Regions from separate parts of the Mus musculus genome. Here region 2 is linked to region 1. The links are chromatin contacts, called in public Hi-C maps. All regions are on one chromosome and are shown on one strand. The core of a region is the stretch at or near the end of the contact, and the rest is flanking DNA. Distances in the headings are between cores, read along the strand shown.

Region 1 (7,949 bases), core at 2,984-5,483:
CAGGGTAAGCAGTCTACCAACTGAGATGTAGCATGAACACTGCTTTCGTTCATTTCCACTGTTCTGACTCACAGGCAGCCTGTGGCCAGAAGCCTCAATGATGGATCCATACATATCACAGCTCAAGCTTGGAAGGGTGGTGTAAACAGGGCAGAAACGCACTCCCTCAGCGCCCCATTTATATGGTGTTGTGCACAGTGTCCCCCATCTTCCTGGTCAGTAAGCAAAGCAAAGCAGCAACAGAAAGAGTTGGCTTGAACCTGGGGAGATGTGGGCAACATGCTTGCCTCCCAGCACAAGGACCAGAATCTGATGGCCCAGTATCCGAGTAAAAGCACTAGAAATGCCTGGTGGGTGTGGTGGTGGTGCCGTAATCCTAGCACTAGGAAACAGACATGAGCATCCCTAGGGCTTGCTGGCCAGGCAGCCTACCTGGCCAGTTCCAGGCTAATGAAAGGATCCTGTCACTAAAGAAAAGAAAAGATGAATGAATGAATGAATGAATGAACTGACCTACACACACATACACACACACACACACATGCACACAAAACCATGCACCTGCACACACATGGGAAGCACAAAGAAACAAAAAAGTAAGATTAATAGCAAGGTGTTCTAACTTTCTTTGCTCTGACTGAGACACCGATAGATACTCATGTCTGTTACCCACAATCAGACTCAAGGCACTTCACCCACCATCAGCATCCTCTAAACTCCTGGCCAGAACCAGCCTGGAATAAAAATCGCTTAAAGGACCCTGACAGCATCCACTTGGCAGGCAGCTTTGCTGTCACAGAGCCCTTTGTGTTCTACTCATAGTTAGACTCCAGGGAGAGAAAATGCATTTGCCAAAAGGGTTGTTATCACCTTCAATGTGATTCATGGGAAGGCTCCCCTCCTGGGAAGGTTGTTTTATTAGGACTTCTCAACTCCAGCTCCTTCTTACCCATTGTGGGCTGGGCTACATTCCTGCAGTCCTGGACTGTTCATAAAACACAAACAGCCCATTCAACAGGTCTGGCCTCAGGAGGATGCACAGCTCTCACCTTTGCAGGCTGCCTCGGACTCTTGCCCCAGGTGAGCTGCCAGGAGCCTGTGGGGAGCTTGGGCTAGGGGGACCCTCTTCATCCAGGTCATGGGCATTATCTTCTACAGGACTTGGGAAGGAAGATGTGACCACTCCCATTCCCAGTACTAGGACTTTACAAGGCCCATGGGATGAAGACATTGGGCTGGACCAGTGATCGGATCCTCCATCTGCCACACCCTGTCCCACCCACGCCAACTCTATCAGGGGCTGGATGCTCAGCTCCTGCTCGAACCCTTCGAGGCTAGTAAGCAAGTCGGACTTTGCCAGAGAAAGAGTGTGCACAAAGAACACAGAATACATTGTAGTTCTTTCCTTGTTGCAGAGACAGAGACTACAAGGGAAACAGAAGGGGGGATGGTGTGTTTGGGCTCACTGTTTGAAGGTATAATCCATCACAACAGAGAAGACCCAGACACAGGAGTGGGAGGCAGCCAATCAGGTTGCACCCACAGTCATGGGGCAGAGAGGGAATAATTCTGGTAGTGAGATAAGATTCAGATAAAACAGGAAGTATGTGATCTGCTGTCCATGCGTGATAAGTAAGTCTACTGAGGGTATCCACGGGCCCAAAATGTATCATCACTTTTTAGAGACAAATGCCACTAGGTATCCTTGTGACAAGAGTCTTTCTTTTCACATACTAGGACCCACCCCTCCTGTTACACAGAAGAAGCCTGGATAGGTTGGCACCACCTGTGTCCACTTCTCCCTCTGAGTAGCCAGGCTCCTCATACACCAGGCTGGACTGGAGGGAGGGAAGCTTAATGGGGCTCGGGTGAGTGAAGAACACATCTGGGAGCAGGCTTTGGAGAACCCGTTCCTTTATGGGGGGTGGGGAGAAAGGGGTATTTATATCCCTGGGGAGGTGGACAGGGTCTCTGGGACAGGGTTTGTGTGGCAGACATGTTGGAAGATGAGACATCTACATACTCGGGGCGGTAAGGTCTGGGGGAATCAAACAATGAGGGAAGCCTTATAACAGTCAGGGTAATAAAGTCCTGCTAGGGATGAAGGTTCTAGGGATGACAGTTGGCTTTATAGCATCAGGTTGGGAGGAGGTAGGTAGCAAATTCCTGCCGTCCTCATGTTTGAGGTATCTGGGGTTGAAGCTCCATGGACCCTTCGGTGACCCTGGGCCATTACAATCCCAGAAGTTTGGATTGGGGATTAGCTGACATTACAGGATCCCATGATTTACAGAACAGAGGGAGCCATCACGAGAACACAGGAGCCCACTTACGAGGATTCAGGAACCCAACACCAAAGGTACAGGTACTGAAGAACTGAACATGGGGACCAAGAAAGAGGGAACACAGAGACCCAGGACAGAACACAGAAATCAGTAAACCTTGAAATGTAAAGATGTTCCTGGAAACCCTTTCCCCACAGTTAGATTGTAAAGCCAGGAAAAGCTGAGCCCTCTTTGTGGGGAAGCATTTCCTCTGGCTTCTCCCTTTGTCACCTACAGAGTACTCAGTGCCACCCACCTCTTAGCCAATGATTGGTCTCACCCGATGGGCTGTAATCTCATTCTGTCCACTCTACAGATATAGACTGTCACTGCTCAGATCTTGGTCTGCAGGGGGCCCCATTAGCAGATAGGCCTGGAGGGAGCTATTTTTGTTTCTATCCTTGTGTTTAGCCTCTTGTAATTCCTTGAATTTGCTTTATTGTTGTTGTTGTTGTGGTGGTGGTGGTGGTTTTACTTACATAGAATGATACACAAAGACCAACTTCCAAGAGGTGTACATGATGCCTAGAATATATCCAAAGAGCTTCTCTTTTCCTGGGTGGACCTCAGTGGTAGGCCAGAGCCTGTGGTTCACCCAGCAAATAGGGTGGGCAGGCACAAAGGAGGGCTCTAGCTCCACTCAGAGGTCCGCAAGCCAGGCAAGCTCATCCCTGACACAGAATAAAGATCCATCCGGGATAGGCTTGGAGTGGCCCTCGGGGCAGCAGATCTGCCATGAAAAATGGCTCTACCCCACAGACCTCTGGTATGAAGTCCCCACAAAACCATGGGACTCCTTAGGGCCTCTAGTAAATGGCATACACAGACCCATCAGACCATTTATGTATGGTCAGGGTAGGTGACTGGAAACAGAAGATGAAGCAGAAGAGGGCTCAACATCCCTGAGATCAGACATGGCTTCAGAGCAGGAATGATCAGGGAGGGGCCCACAGCATCCAAGAAGCCTGGGTAGGAATGGTAGTAGGAGGGTCAAGCTATGGAGGCTAGGGTGCCAGGCAGGCAAGTGTCCTGAGGCTGGGCCTCCCCTCTTCAAGGTAGTAGAAGTATTCAAGGTACTAGCGAGCATCCATGTAGGAGCAGAACACAAGAGCTGGACCACTCTGAACCACTTCCTTTCTGTCCCAAAGTCTCCCCAAGTGTATGGGTTGAAGACATTTAGAGAATTCTACTCTCTCCCAACAGTATGAACCAGGATGTGAAGCGGGGGAAGGGCCTCCTTGCAACCAACAGTTGTCCTCAAAGCAGTTCTCATCTCTTCTGTCCTCTATCCACAGCCCCTGCTGGCCCCACAGCGACACTGGCTCTGTGGAATCAGAACAATCCAGGGCCCCAGCTTTTAGAATTCTCAGGGCTGGATCAGGCCTTGGCGGGGGGGATAAGGGGGAAATCAGCCCTGCAGTAGAAGGATTCCTTATGTCTAAGTCCTTGGTGAGTTTTTATTGAGAGGAGGCCCACAGACTCCCTCTGGGGAACAGGCCCTACAGGAAGGGAGGCCATGAAAATAGCTGCTGACTGCCATGGTGAGCCGACCTTGCAGGGTGCAGGAGGACCCACAGTCCAGGTCACTCCAGCCCAGCTCCGGGCCTTTCTGAGTGGGGCGGGGAGGGAGGCTTGGGAGGGGAGGAAGTTTGTCAGAATGATGATGGCCAGAGCGCAATATCCACTCAGACTGTGATCAAAGGGCGGCCTCTCCCACTTTTGAACAATTCTAAACACTTTGTAAGAATGTGAACCCCACCCCCAGCCTCAGCCATGTAGGCCAAAGGTGAGGCTAATGAGAGGCAACTTTTGGAAAGTCTTTTGTGGGATGTGGGGCATCATGGGAAGGAGGCCCTGGCCCACTGAGCAGTGTTTAGGAACCTGTGCCAGCTAAAAGCTGACTCAGACCTTATCCAGGATGATATCACTAAACGTGAGCCACAAACCACAGGCCTTTATACAGGCCACCATCTGTCCACCCTCCCTCAAGTCCAACTTTCTATGTTGTTCTGGAAAAATCCTAGTATCCAAAGGTCACCTCTATTATGAGGATTAGGCGTCCCTTGAGGTCCACAGGCCCCAGAACATTAGAATCCAAGAGAGTCAGAGTCCATCCGGTGTGTGACTGAGCATCCCTACTCTGCAGAGCAAACAACAAACCCCAGCAAGACACTTCCATTGTCTGTCCAGAAGGACAGGACACACTGCCTCCCCTACCAGCTCCAACAGCATCTGTACAATCAAACCAGCTTCATGCAGCTGCTACCCGACTCACTGGAGATACAAAAAAAAAAAAAAAAAAAGAAAAAAAATGTGTCTGTGTCTCAGCTCCAGACCAACCCCCACCATCTCCTTGCTCTCCTCAGGGCAGCAGGCTGATTTAAGTCCCACTCAGCCCTAAGATAGCATCATCTACCATGCTCATGGGTAACCCAGGTTAGCACCAGCACAGCCACTGGAAGACACTGTCAACACACCATAAGAACCTACCGAGTCCTTCAGCAATGGGCACTCCTGCATGGAAAGGGAGGTGTAGGAGACCAGGCTCCATCCCCAGTCCCCATACCCAAGATTCTAGCAATGAAAACAACGTTCGGGAATATACACATAGGTTTGGGTATGCTTGTGTAAGGAGTTGGACAAATGAGAGTGTGGTGTAGGGTGTGTGTATGTGGGTTATACAAGATGTGTGATATATGTAATGTGATATAGAATGAATGTGTGTGTCATATAGGGTATGTAGTACACATACAGTATGTGTGGAATGGTATGTGTGTGGTATATATGGCATGTGAAATTGGTGTGTGTGGTATGAGTAAGTCAGTATGTTATATGGTATATGTAATATGGGTGAATATATATGCTACATGATGTTTATATTCACTGGTGTGTGGTATATGATATATGTGATATATGGTATGAGAATATGGTAATTTCAGAAGCAAATGTGATATATGTTGGGGAATGGGGGTTGTGGGGTTGTTTATGCTATTTATGGTATATAAGTGAGGAGTGATCATTATATGTAGCTGTAGGATATTCAGAGCATATAGTATGTGGTGTGTGGGCTATGTTTTGTATTTAGTACATATGGTATATATTGTTATAGTAAATGTTATGTGTGATGTAGGAGTGAGTAACCTTGGTGGGTATAGTGTGGTATAGTAATTGTGATAAATCCCACATGTGTATGTACAGTGTGTGTGTGTGTATGTGTGTGTGTGTGAGAGAGAGAGAGAGAGAGAGAGAAAGAGAGAGAGAGATTGGTGTGGCTTATGGTGTGTATATACAGGGCATGCAAAGTGTATGTAAGGGAAACTGTCAAGAGTATGGAGAACATTGTGTATATGGCACATATGATATGGATTGGGGAGGATATGGGACTTGATGAATGTTTGTAGTGTGCATGATTGTGGGGGTAGAGTGTAGAGGGTATGGGGTATATGGATTAGAGGGCTATGATGTATACATGCTAAATATGAAATATAAATACATATATACATATACATATGTACATATGTGCATGTCTATGTAAATATACATATACATGCACATATGTACATATGTGTGTATGTATACACATAAATGTATGTATGCATGTGTATACACACACATACACTCCCTGGGGAGCAAAGGGTCCATTTGGCTTCCATGTCTGGATCACAGTCCTTCATTAGGGGAACCAAGACAGGAACTCAGGGCAGACACTGAAGCAGAAGCCATAGAGGAACACCCTTTACTGACCTGCCTTCTACAGCCTGCTCAGCTTGCTTTCTAATATAGCCCAAGGCTACACTGGGCTGAGCCAAGTGCTACCATGGATTTGCCTACAGCATGATAACTAAGTGAGACCCTGAGCCTAATAAAGAGGGTTGGTGGTGTAGCTTACTGGTAGAGAGCTGACCTGGCATACATGAACCAAAGCCATGTTCTTAATAAAAAAATAAACCGGGGAAGCATGTGTGGTCTCCCCAGTATAGGGTAAAGTGGGTAGCAGAAGGAACTCTCTCAGGGTGGGGTCAGTGCTCAGTGAGAGGTGGCAGTCCAGGCTTCCCTAACAACATACCCTCACACTCAGCAAATGGTGCAATGTGAATCTATTCTCTCACAGCTCTGGGGGCTGGAAGTGCAAGACCATCATGCCATGCGGCCAGCCACCTGTGAGAGCAATCATCTGGCTTCAGCGGTTGACTCCCATTCTGCCCTCACCCAGCTTCTCCGCTGGTGTCTCTTCCTTTTCTTACGTCACCAGCCCGGTGGATCAGGGTCCACCCTAATGATCTCACTTAGCTTCCTCAACTCCCTCGGGGCCCATCTCCAAATCCAGACACACTGACGGACAGCACTTCCAAGATTTCAACGAACAGGGTTCAGTCCACAGCAACAGGGAGTCTGAGGAGAGAGAGAGAGAGAGAGCCATGCCAACATTTCTATTTACAAGACAGAGACACAAAGCTCTGAGAAGCAAGGAAGCCCTGGGCTGTTGGAAACAGGAAGGGGGGACACATTATCATCCCTGCTCCAGGAGGCTGAGGTGGGAGTCAGGAGTGAGGTGCGTTTGGTAGAAGTTCTAGGAACCAGATGTGAGAACACAGACCTGGGAGCTAGGTCCACACCTACAGTAGGCACTAAGAAGCTTCCAGATTCTCGATCGGGGGGTCACTATGCTCACATAGGGTAGGAAGAGAGCATGACACCCAGGAGCCATGTGGTCATATGTTGAGGGTCTCGTGGATCACACATAGACTCCAGGAAGCTCGAACTGAGGGAGCCCTAGGCCTGAGTGGTGATTGTAGGGACCAAATACCAATGTTCTAGAAGATGTATTCCATCCTCCAAAAATGCACTAACAAGGCAAAGGTAATGAGAAGAACAGCCATGTGGGTGCCAGACACCCACCCCATTCATTCTCTCAAACATGCTCTGGGCAAGGGCTATGTCAATATCAATTCAAGACGCTGTTCTTCCCCTGCCAGTTGGGAAAGTTCAGCCGATTTCCAGGGAAGACACAAGCTGTCTCAGTGCTGAGGGAGCAAAATGGAGTTCGGAGTTGTTAAGTCAGCCAAGATCTATGCACACTAGAGCCAAATGGAGTTCATGAAACTGAGCACAACGCTGTGTTGCTTCCCTCCTCAAGGTGATGGCCAGTTTGCCCTAGGAAGAGAGAATGAAAGTCAAGTGTCTGAAAAGGCTACCTAGAATTCTACCCATGCCTCTCTGCTATGGAGAGATTAGGTTAGGGCACCAGGGAACATCGAGAGCAAGAAAGGATGAGCAAGACACAGAGGCGCTTGACTGCCTTGTTAGCTCACTACCTTCTTGGTTTAATTGATCCTCACTAATCTAACTGCCTGTAGTGAGCAGAAGGGAACATTTTAAGAAGGATGGTAACATCATTCAGAGCTCAAAAACAAAATACAACCTCAGTGCACAACATGGGTGAAACCACCACCTGGGCTGGCAAAATGGCCCAGCAGTAAAGAGCACTGGCTGCTCTTACAGAGAGGTTCCCTTTGCTGGCACCCACAGAACAGCTAACAAACATCTAGTTCCAAGGGATCCTGTGCCCTCTTCTGGCCTCTGTGGGCGCTGCATACACATGGTACATAGATAAACATGCAGGCA
Region 2 (7,949 bases), core at 1,522-4,021, 140 kb before region 1:
ATCAAACTCCCAGAGCTTGAGCCACACTGGCTGCTGCGTCCTGTTGAGCTGATCTGCCTTCTTGCCTCTGCTCACCACTCCGCTGGCTGTGAAGGCCTCAGAGACACCTGCAAGGTGAGTGTGTTGTCTAGGACCCTGCTTGCTTTTGCCCAGAGTAAGCACTGATGGGATTCAAGTGTCTCTACATATGGGTCTTGCTTTCCCCCAGGTGGTCCAAGTCCACTCTCTATCAGAGTCACCTGGGGTGGGGGCAGTCATAGATAGCATGAGCTGCTAGGTGTCCTGCCAGGGTTTCTGATTCAGCCAGGGTCTAAGGTGATGCTAACCCTGCCTTGAGAAACCAGCACTCTGAGAACAATAGTGCTCAGAGAAGTTGGTTCCTGCTATGCAAATGCCACACCAAGAGCAAATGGCCTATGTTAGAGCCCTCGCTTGGCTCTTGCAACTGGCTTTTCACCAAGGCATGTAGATGTCTCTGTAGAGCCTGGGGCTCTACAAAGGGCTTCAGGAACTCTTCTAGCTCGTCATGGCTGAGGCAGACCTGAGTAAGAGTCATGGATGAGTGAGGCGCTCCTAGGCTTCATCCTGAAGGGGTATTGTACCAGCATGGTGCCTGCTTTGAAATGTGAGCTTTTTGGTAGATGTTCCTTGATGGGCAATGCTTGACTAGCAATGCTGTTTGAGTAGGAGTCCTACTGTGAACTAAGAGAGGCTAAGTTCCATGAAGGCACCCCTGACAAATAAGAATGGGTATTCTTAAAGGAGCCATAACCGGTAGACCTCAGTGACCTAGGCAGGTCCCTTGGCACCTGGATCTGCCCATTACTGAAACCCTCACTGTCGATTTTCAGCAGGCTGTTAGTTTAGGCAGCTTTACAGCCAGACCTGGGCTGCTGCATCTTAGTTCTCCTGAGCTTTGGGGCCAGATGCACTCTTGTTAGGGGCTATTCTGTATACAGAATAGCAACATCCTTGGTTCCTATCAACCAACGCTTGTGTATCTACACACACACACACACACACACACACACTCACACACACACATCCCAAATCACAGCAGCCAAAACTATCTCTAGACGTTAGCCAGTTTCCCAGAAACTGCACATTGCCCTGATAAGAACTCTGAGCTAGGTGACATACTGGTGAGGGATCACAGGTCCCATCTCTGTATCTCTAAGACCTGACTCAGGCACTGAGCATGCAACAGACCTGCACTTTCTGCTCATTAGGACTCTTGGCCCTCAAACTGATCCCATGAAGAAGACCCACAGTCAAGAGGTCAAAGCGGAAGCAGAACAGATGTGGCCAGATGCCCGGGATCTCTGGGCTAAGTAGCATGGAGGCTCTGATCCACTGGTCAAGCTAAGGCCAGGGTGACATTTCTGTCCTGCAGGCTTCTGTGGCATAAGAGACAGCAGCTGGGCTTGTGGCTATGGGAAGCACTGAGTTATCTGTGTGCACCCCAGCCTCTTTACTGAGTCTTCAAACTGTCCACGCTGCACCCACCGAGGAGCCTGGCTTTTTAAAGATACTTGAACGTGTTCGGCATTAAGGCCAGGCAGTCATTGTTTACAGCAGGAACTCACGAGATCTCAGCCCTTCTGGGAAGGATATAAAAGGCTGACTTGAACATTATAAAAGTTTAGGGAGGGAAGGAATGCTAATGATCACACAAAAATAGAATGCAAAGGAAGCTAGGGCCAAGAAGCTGCAGAGAGCAACAGAACCCAAGTCCCGGACCAATGGAGGAACCAGAGTGAGGGAAGACGGGAGCTTGCTTTCCTGACTTCATCCGAGTTCTGATGAGTGTGAGATAAATCCCATTTGGAGTGGTACCAACATGACTGCATTAAGTTTTGCCATGGCTTTTCTGGCATTTCTGGCACACTTGGACCTAGGTCACCCCATTGAAAACTTACATCTGCCGAACACTTACATTTGCCGAAGTCTTGCTTTTCTAAAACACTGTGGAAAAGCAGGCAAGGCCCAGGCAGAGGGGAGAGGTGCCCCACACAGAACTGTATGGGGCTGGAAGTGAGGTTGGTTCTGCCCAGAAATGATTCCGGGTTGCATCCAATCTTACAACCTTACTTGTGGTCACCCTTTGCCTAAAGAGTAAAGGGCAAGGCAGCTCACCCCCATCCTCCTTGCAGGACTGGGCATCGGTGTAGCATCTCCCCACACTGCTGGGACTTCACTGAGCCCAGAAATCTCCATCATCTCCCTCTAGGGAGGCGCTTAACCTCTTATCTGCATTCTTCAGTGTTCCAGAAACACCCTGAACTTGGCGGGTGGAGCAGGGAGAAAGAAGAAGAAAAACAAAACAAAACAAAAGAAAAAAAAAACAAACCAAACACCGAGGCTTCCAACCTGACTCTTGGAATTGGCTGAGTGAGCTGCTCTCTTTACCAAAGTGGCCCAGGCCAGGGCTGAGGTGTGAGGGAGGCAGGCCCACTGGTTTTGGCCGTAGTGCTCTCCAGTGCAGTCCCTGGCAGCTTATGTTACTTTCCCCTTTGTCGTGACAGAATATCTGATAGAAGAACTTGACAGAAGAAGGATTTATTTTTGGCTCGTACCCTTAGTTCATCACGACAGGAAAGACTTGGTGGCGTGCAGGGTGGTAGGCGTGCCTAGCAAGGTTCCCTTGCATTCTGATGGCAGAAAAAGCAGTTAGGCTAGGATACCAAGGGACCATAGTGTAACTTCAACTACAAAGGATCCACCCCATATGACCCACATCTGCTAGCCAGGCCCTCCCTGTCTCCCAAAGCTTCAATAACGTCCTGAAACAGCGCCACTGGCTGGAGACCAAATGTTCAAATGCAGGCTCATGTGTTCAAAGAGCATTTCACATCCACGCCATAACAGTCCTTGCGGTCAAGGGCTCCTGGATCCACACCTCAAGGCTGAGCCCTGTGTCCAAATGTAACTCCTCCTGCTACAAGGTCCTAAGTCACGCCCTGATGGCAGCCTCCTCCAGTGCCTTCCAGCCTGTTTGTCTGCCTTCAGTGAGAGAAGAAAAGACATGAGGGAGGGATGGAGAAGATGAACAGATCTTTCAGGGCAGAGCTTGGCACACCCCCATTTCTTCCCTCACACCCCAAGTACTGCCTATGTAACTCTGTGCCCATCCTGTCTGCAGTGTTCCCCACCACCTAGTTGGTATATTTTCCCAACAAACATAGTATGATAAGGAAACAGTAGCCAAATGAGAGACCATATCCATTTCTGAGAGCTAAAAGCTGCAAAAGCCTACATGCATAGCCCTTTAATAATAGTACTTCAAAATGCACAAAGCAAAGAAGATAAAATCAGTTTAAAAAAAAAAAAGAAAGAAAGAAATCCATTGTTGGCCTCTTCAATACCATTCTGTCAGTAACAGTGGGAAAAAAGGACAGAAAATCTTCTGATGACATTAAAGTCATGTCAGCTCACTTAACATGACTGATATTTATACCATGTTTAAGTGCACGGGAGATTCACTAAATAAAATGTATACTAATGCTGTCAAATAGGTCTCAATATATTTAAAGGCATTGGAATTCTAGGTAAGGTGTCTTCCAACCAAAATGAAAGTCAGCCACACACTAATAATGTCATTCCCCCCCCCCAAATATTTGAAAATCAAAGGAAAATGAATATAAATAACTTTTGGATCAAAGGGGGGAAAATGACACAGGAAATGACAAAAATGCTTGTAGCTGCCTGATTGATGAAACCCTTGTGACAGGGAGTGTTGGGGGGCAGGGGAATTTAAGCATTCGATTCTTTAAAAAGAGTGGCTAGCTAAACTCGATGATCGCAGCTTCTGCCCAGAACTCACTGCGTTCTATCCCATCTCTAGGGCAGAAGTGTCTTACATTGCTCACAGTGCCGCAGGGCTCAGACTGTGGCCACTCAGCCCGTGTGCTTGGGCAGAACAACACTACGGTGGGGATGTGTTACAGAGGCTGGGGCTCACTCCATGGCAACCAGAAAACAGAGAGCAAGACAGGAAGGAGTCATGGATACTATGTCCCCTCTGAAGAGTTCATCAGGCAGTCTGCTAGGTGACTGATCACTCTCAAGTCCCAAATGACTACATATGTAAGGTTTGGAGCCTAAATCAATCGGACGCGGGATTTGAAAAGGGGGCGGGGCTAGTAGAATCCTGGCCCTTAAGAAAAGGAGGGCTGTGATTTCTTATAGTTAGGAATTTAAAAACCACTGTTTTGCACCAATGCAACATGCCACTCATCTCTGCCTCTTCTCTATGCTGGTACATTAAAAACGTCCTCATTTCCACCAGCCTCTTGGATGTGTCGTTATCTCACCCAAGGGCTCATTCACTGTAAAGCACTTCCTTCAGTTAGGTCCCACCTCTACTAAGACCACTTCTCAATGACACCAGCATTGTGACTCCATCAAGGGATTAATCCATTGATCACTCAGAGGTACCCTCCCCCAGACACCCCCACCCTCCCTACCCCTGATCTAGTTGAGCCTGGGGATGGATGACCTCACTGGCTCTCACAAGGGGTGAACTCCATTACTCTGCCCCCACCTCCACCACAGGTACCTCTTTCTTAGTCCAACTGCAGAGACAATTCAAAATCAAATGTAGCACCCTGCACCGTTCACACAGAACAGCAGTAGGAGATGTGCGGACGAACTGTCTTTCAGAAGAGACATGTGTCAGCCTTTTGCAGATTGCCCACAGATACTCAACTAAGATGCATTGGCCCTCTGAGCATGGAAATCTCAGCCAACCCAGGAAAAAGTTTGAAAAGAGCGTCTGACAATGACAGCCATAGGGCAGCCTTGGCTGTACAGCTGGGTGGGAACCTCTTACAGGTCACCCTCACAGGTACCATGGCCTGCATGGCTTTGGTTACTGAAGCAGTGGTAAGAGAATGAAGAAAGGGCAGACATATGGGAAAGCTGGGGTTGAGTGAGCCACGCCTACTCTGATGGAGTGGCATCAACTACGGGACGGTCCAGGACCCTGGCGTGTTTATTATGTACAGCACGGGGGAGCACTTTCTTGTCTTGCTAAGAGGTGGGTGTCTGTAGGTGCAGTCTCAGGCTGTAGACACCTGGAAGGAGGAAGCTGTCATTGCTAGTTTCTGTACACACTGATCAATCATTCACAAGCACTCACTGTCACACACTGTCACACACACTGTCAGCATTTAGAGGAAGACTTTGCCTCCACCCCTCTGAGCTTGACCTGGGGAAGGCTTGGCACTCCCGTTAGTCAACGGCATCAGACAGTCAGTAAGTTTAGAAATTTTTTTGATCTTTTAGGTACTTGTTAACAGGGATAAAAAACCCTGACTAGCAAACTTACATAACACATATACATATTCACACACATGCAGATATACACATGTATGCACAATCACATGCAGACATACACACAAGCATGCACACACTCATACATGTATATACACATCTACATATGCACATATGTACACATAGACACTTATGTGTGTGTTCACATGCATGAATACACACCCACACCCACACAATGTTTAGGGCATACAAAATAAGCAGGGTATAATCATATATGTGTGTGTATGTGTATATGCTAAGATGAAACCTGTTATTTTGTACACTAAATAGTTAATAGAAAGAAATGCATGTACTCAGATCAATTTGTAATTCATCTATCACATTAGCAGCAAGAGCCTTTCAGAAAATTTAAGGGTGTTGGGAAAAAATATTTATACATGTGCTGTGGGGAAAGCATATGTGAATTTAATAAATATACAGCATTTATCACAGAAAGATCAAGAACCTTTTTATTGGGCCATTGAAATAGAAACCACTGAGTTTACCCTAAGCTGATCATATCTCCAAGAGTAGAAGCAGCATGGGCCAGCGAGAGGGCTTAGTAGGTAAAGGAGTTTGCAGCTAAGCCTGACAACCTGAGCTCAATCAGTCTCCAAGCCCATATAACAAGAAGATAGCTGACTCCCACAAGCTGTCCTCCATACCCATGGCATAGCATGAGCATCCGCTGCTCCACATACACAGCCAGACACACAATAAGTAAATAAATACAAATTAAATATTTTTAAGAGAATAGACGAGTTTCAAATCAAACAAGTTCAGAAATTTTTACAAATAATTTTTGAACTGAAATGAAGTTTTCAGCCCTCTCTTCCCCATTGCTCTTGTCCTTCAGGAGTCTGACCAAATTGCTGCAAAATGATACATCTCTGGCCCTGTGTAGATGGAACATCACCCCTTTCTAGCTCCCACCTCCTGCCTGCCCAGGGTCTTCTCCTCCCCATCGGGGTCTTCATGAGCCACTGTCCTCTACCCCAAGTTCCTTTCCCTGACATCATCTTGAGGGTCCAGGAGACAGACTCTCTGGTAGGCAGACAGATAGGGAGAGATGCCATGAGGAGGTAATAAAGATGGTGAGCTTCCAATATGGTTGGCTTCTTCCTCAACCTCCTGACCTGAGGCAGAAGCCTGGCAGCTTGAAAGAAAAGCCATGTGGGCTTTTGTTTCTTGTTCATGGGCACCCTGTTGATGCGCTGTCTCCACAAGTTCAAGGTCAGATGAGGATACAACCATTGTAGTCCAATTAGCCATCCTATTTTTCTTAAAACTGACCAACCCTAAAGAATGGGGAGATGACCCTTCAATGACTTTAACCCTGCTCCCACCTTCACCCCCATGAACTTCTGCTCCCTCCCAGCCCCTATGCTCCTTCTTAAGCCAACTTCTAGAGTTCCCCCTCTGCTTCTCTCCTCTCTGTGTCTCTCTGTCTCTGTCTCTCCCTCTCTCTCCCTCCCTCCCTCCTTCCCTCCCCCTCTCTCTATCTCCCTCTTTCCCTCCCTCTCTCCTTCTCTCTCTCTAGCTCACTCTTGATTGCTGTCTTACACCCTCTCCCTCTGTGCCTGTGCCCGTGCCTGTGCCCGTGCCCGTGCGTGTTTCCTCACTCCTAATAAAAAGTCTCTCTTCCCAGCTGACTGATTCTGGCTGCTGTGTGACTCTCCCAGCTACCACCTGTTCTCCTGCCTTTTAATTCTTTAGCTTGTGAAGAAAACGAACTAATCAGGACCCCTAGATGGTAACAATCTGTGTCTACACTGAGACTCACGGAGATTGGATCTGCTTCCTTCATGCCTTCCTCACTGAGGCCTGTTCTGTGTAGGACTCGAAATGCTTGGAGAACTCAGCCAGTGTGGGAGGAAGCTGAGTGGCCTTGATCCTTCCAATGATTTGTTGTTGTTTTTTTTTATTTTGTGTATTATTTTTGTGATTTTAGCAGGAGGACGGATTGCTGAAGAGCCAGATGACCTGTGCTTTGACTTACCCCAGGCTTTTCATTTCCTTAAAGCCAGCGTCCTTCTCTCTAGCAGCCCAGCACGACACCTGTGGCTTGACTGCCGGTCCCCTCAAGGCTCTCTGTGCTCTCCTGACACCTTCACATCTCCTGGTTCTGCCTCCCAGGTAAGAGGCGCAATTCCAGGGACCACCGTCTACCATTCTCCCTGACACTAACATAAAGCTTCTCCTGGCCATGTTCTTCTTGGGTCTGTAAGCTTGTGTAATACCACAGAATCAGGAAAAGCATCAGGAGATGGGGAACAGTGTTCTAGTCACATGAGGAAGCTCATTCTGGGTCTCCAATGATGGGCCAGGGGCGCTGAGGTGAGGATGAGCAAAGTTCATTATGCTGTTTATCCTGGAATGCATCCAGGGTGGCTCTGTGGTGTAGACACTGAATAGATGAAACTCTGGGTGGCCAGGGACCTGCCCAAGTTCACTTCCACTGGGTCATTCATGCAAACTGCAAAGCACCACAGGGCCCTGACCATCCAGCAAGAAGTCCTAGAGAGAACCCAGCCCTGCACAGTAGCACATAGCATGTTCCCAACAAGGGTCATGACATGGCTGGAGGCCAAGGTCACCCAGGGACCTTGGCAGGACAGAGGCAGTGTGGGACAGTC

The links. Hi-C and Micro-C count contacts between places; a contact is called where the count stands out from the background.
Region 2: a Hi-C map of uterus shows a contact between it and region 1, with 5 times the contacts expected there. The contact joins two enhancer-like sites. A contact is called at or near these places in 1 of 15 datasets of contacts at CTCF or cohesin (the NIH/3T3 cell line), 5 of 484 Hi-C or Micro-C datasets (the G1E-ER4 cell line, embryonic fibroblasts, nephron progenitors and 1 more) and 1 of 115 datasets of contacts at active chromatin or transcription factors (double positive thymocytes).

The regions. Positions count from the first base shown.
Region 1 is chr1:91,574,340-91,582,288 of GRCm38.p6, reverse strand. No RefSeq gene overlaps it. Among named protein-coding and RNA genes, the nearest start is that of Gm28380, 33 kb to the left of the region's middle. Within about 2 kb of position 4,233, at least 25 of the 459 cell types and tissues checked have an H3K27ac peak or open chromatin away from gene starts, as enhancers often do. A contact at or near this core is called in uterus, where this site is marked.
Region 2 is chr1:91,709,328-91,717,276 of GRCm38.p6, reverse strand. No RefSeq gene overlaps it. Among named protein-coding and RNA genes, the nearest start is that of Twist2, 88 kb to the left of the region's middle. Within about 2 kb of position 2,771, at least 13 of the 459 cell types and tissues checked have an H3K27ac peak or open chromatin away from gene starts, as enhancers often do. A contact at or near this core is called in uterus, where this site is marked.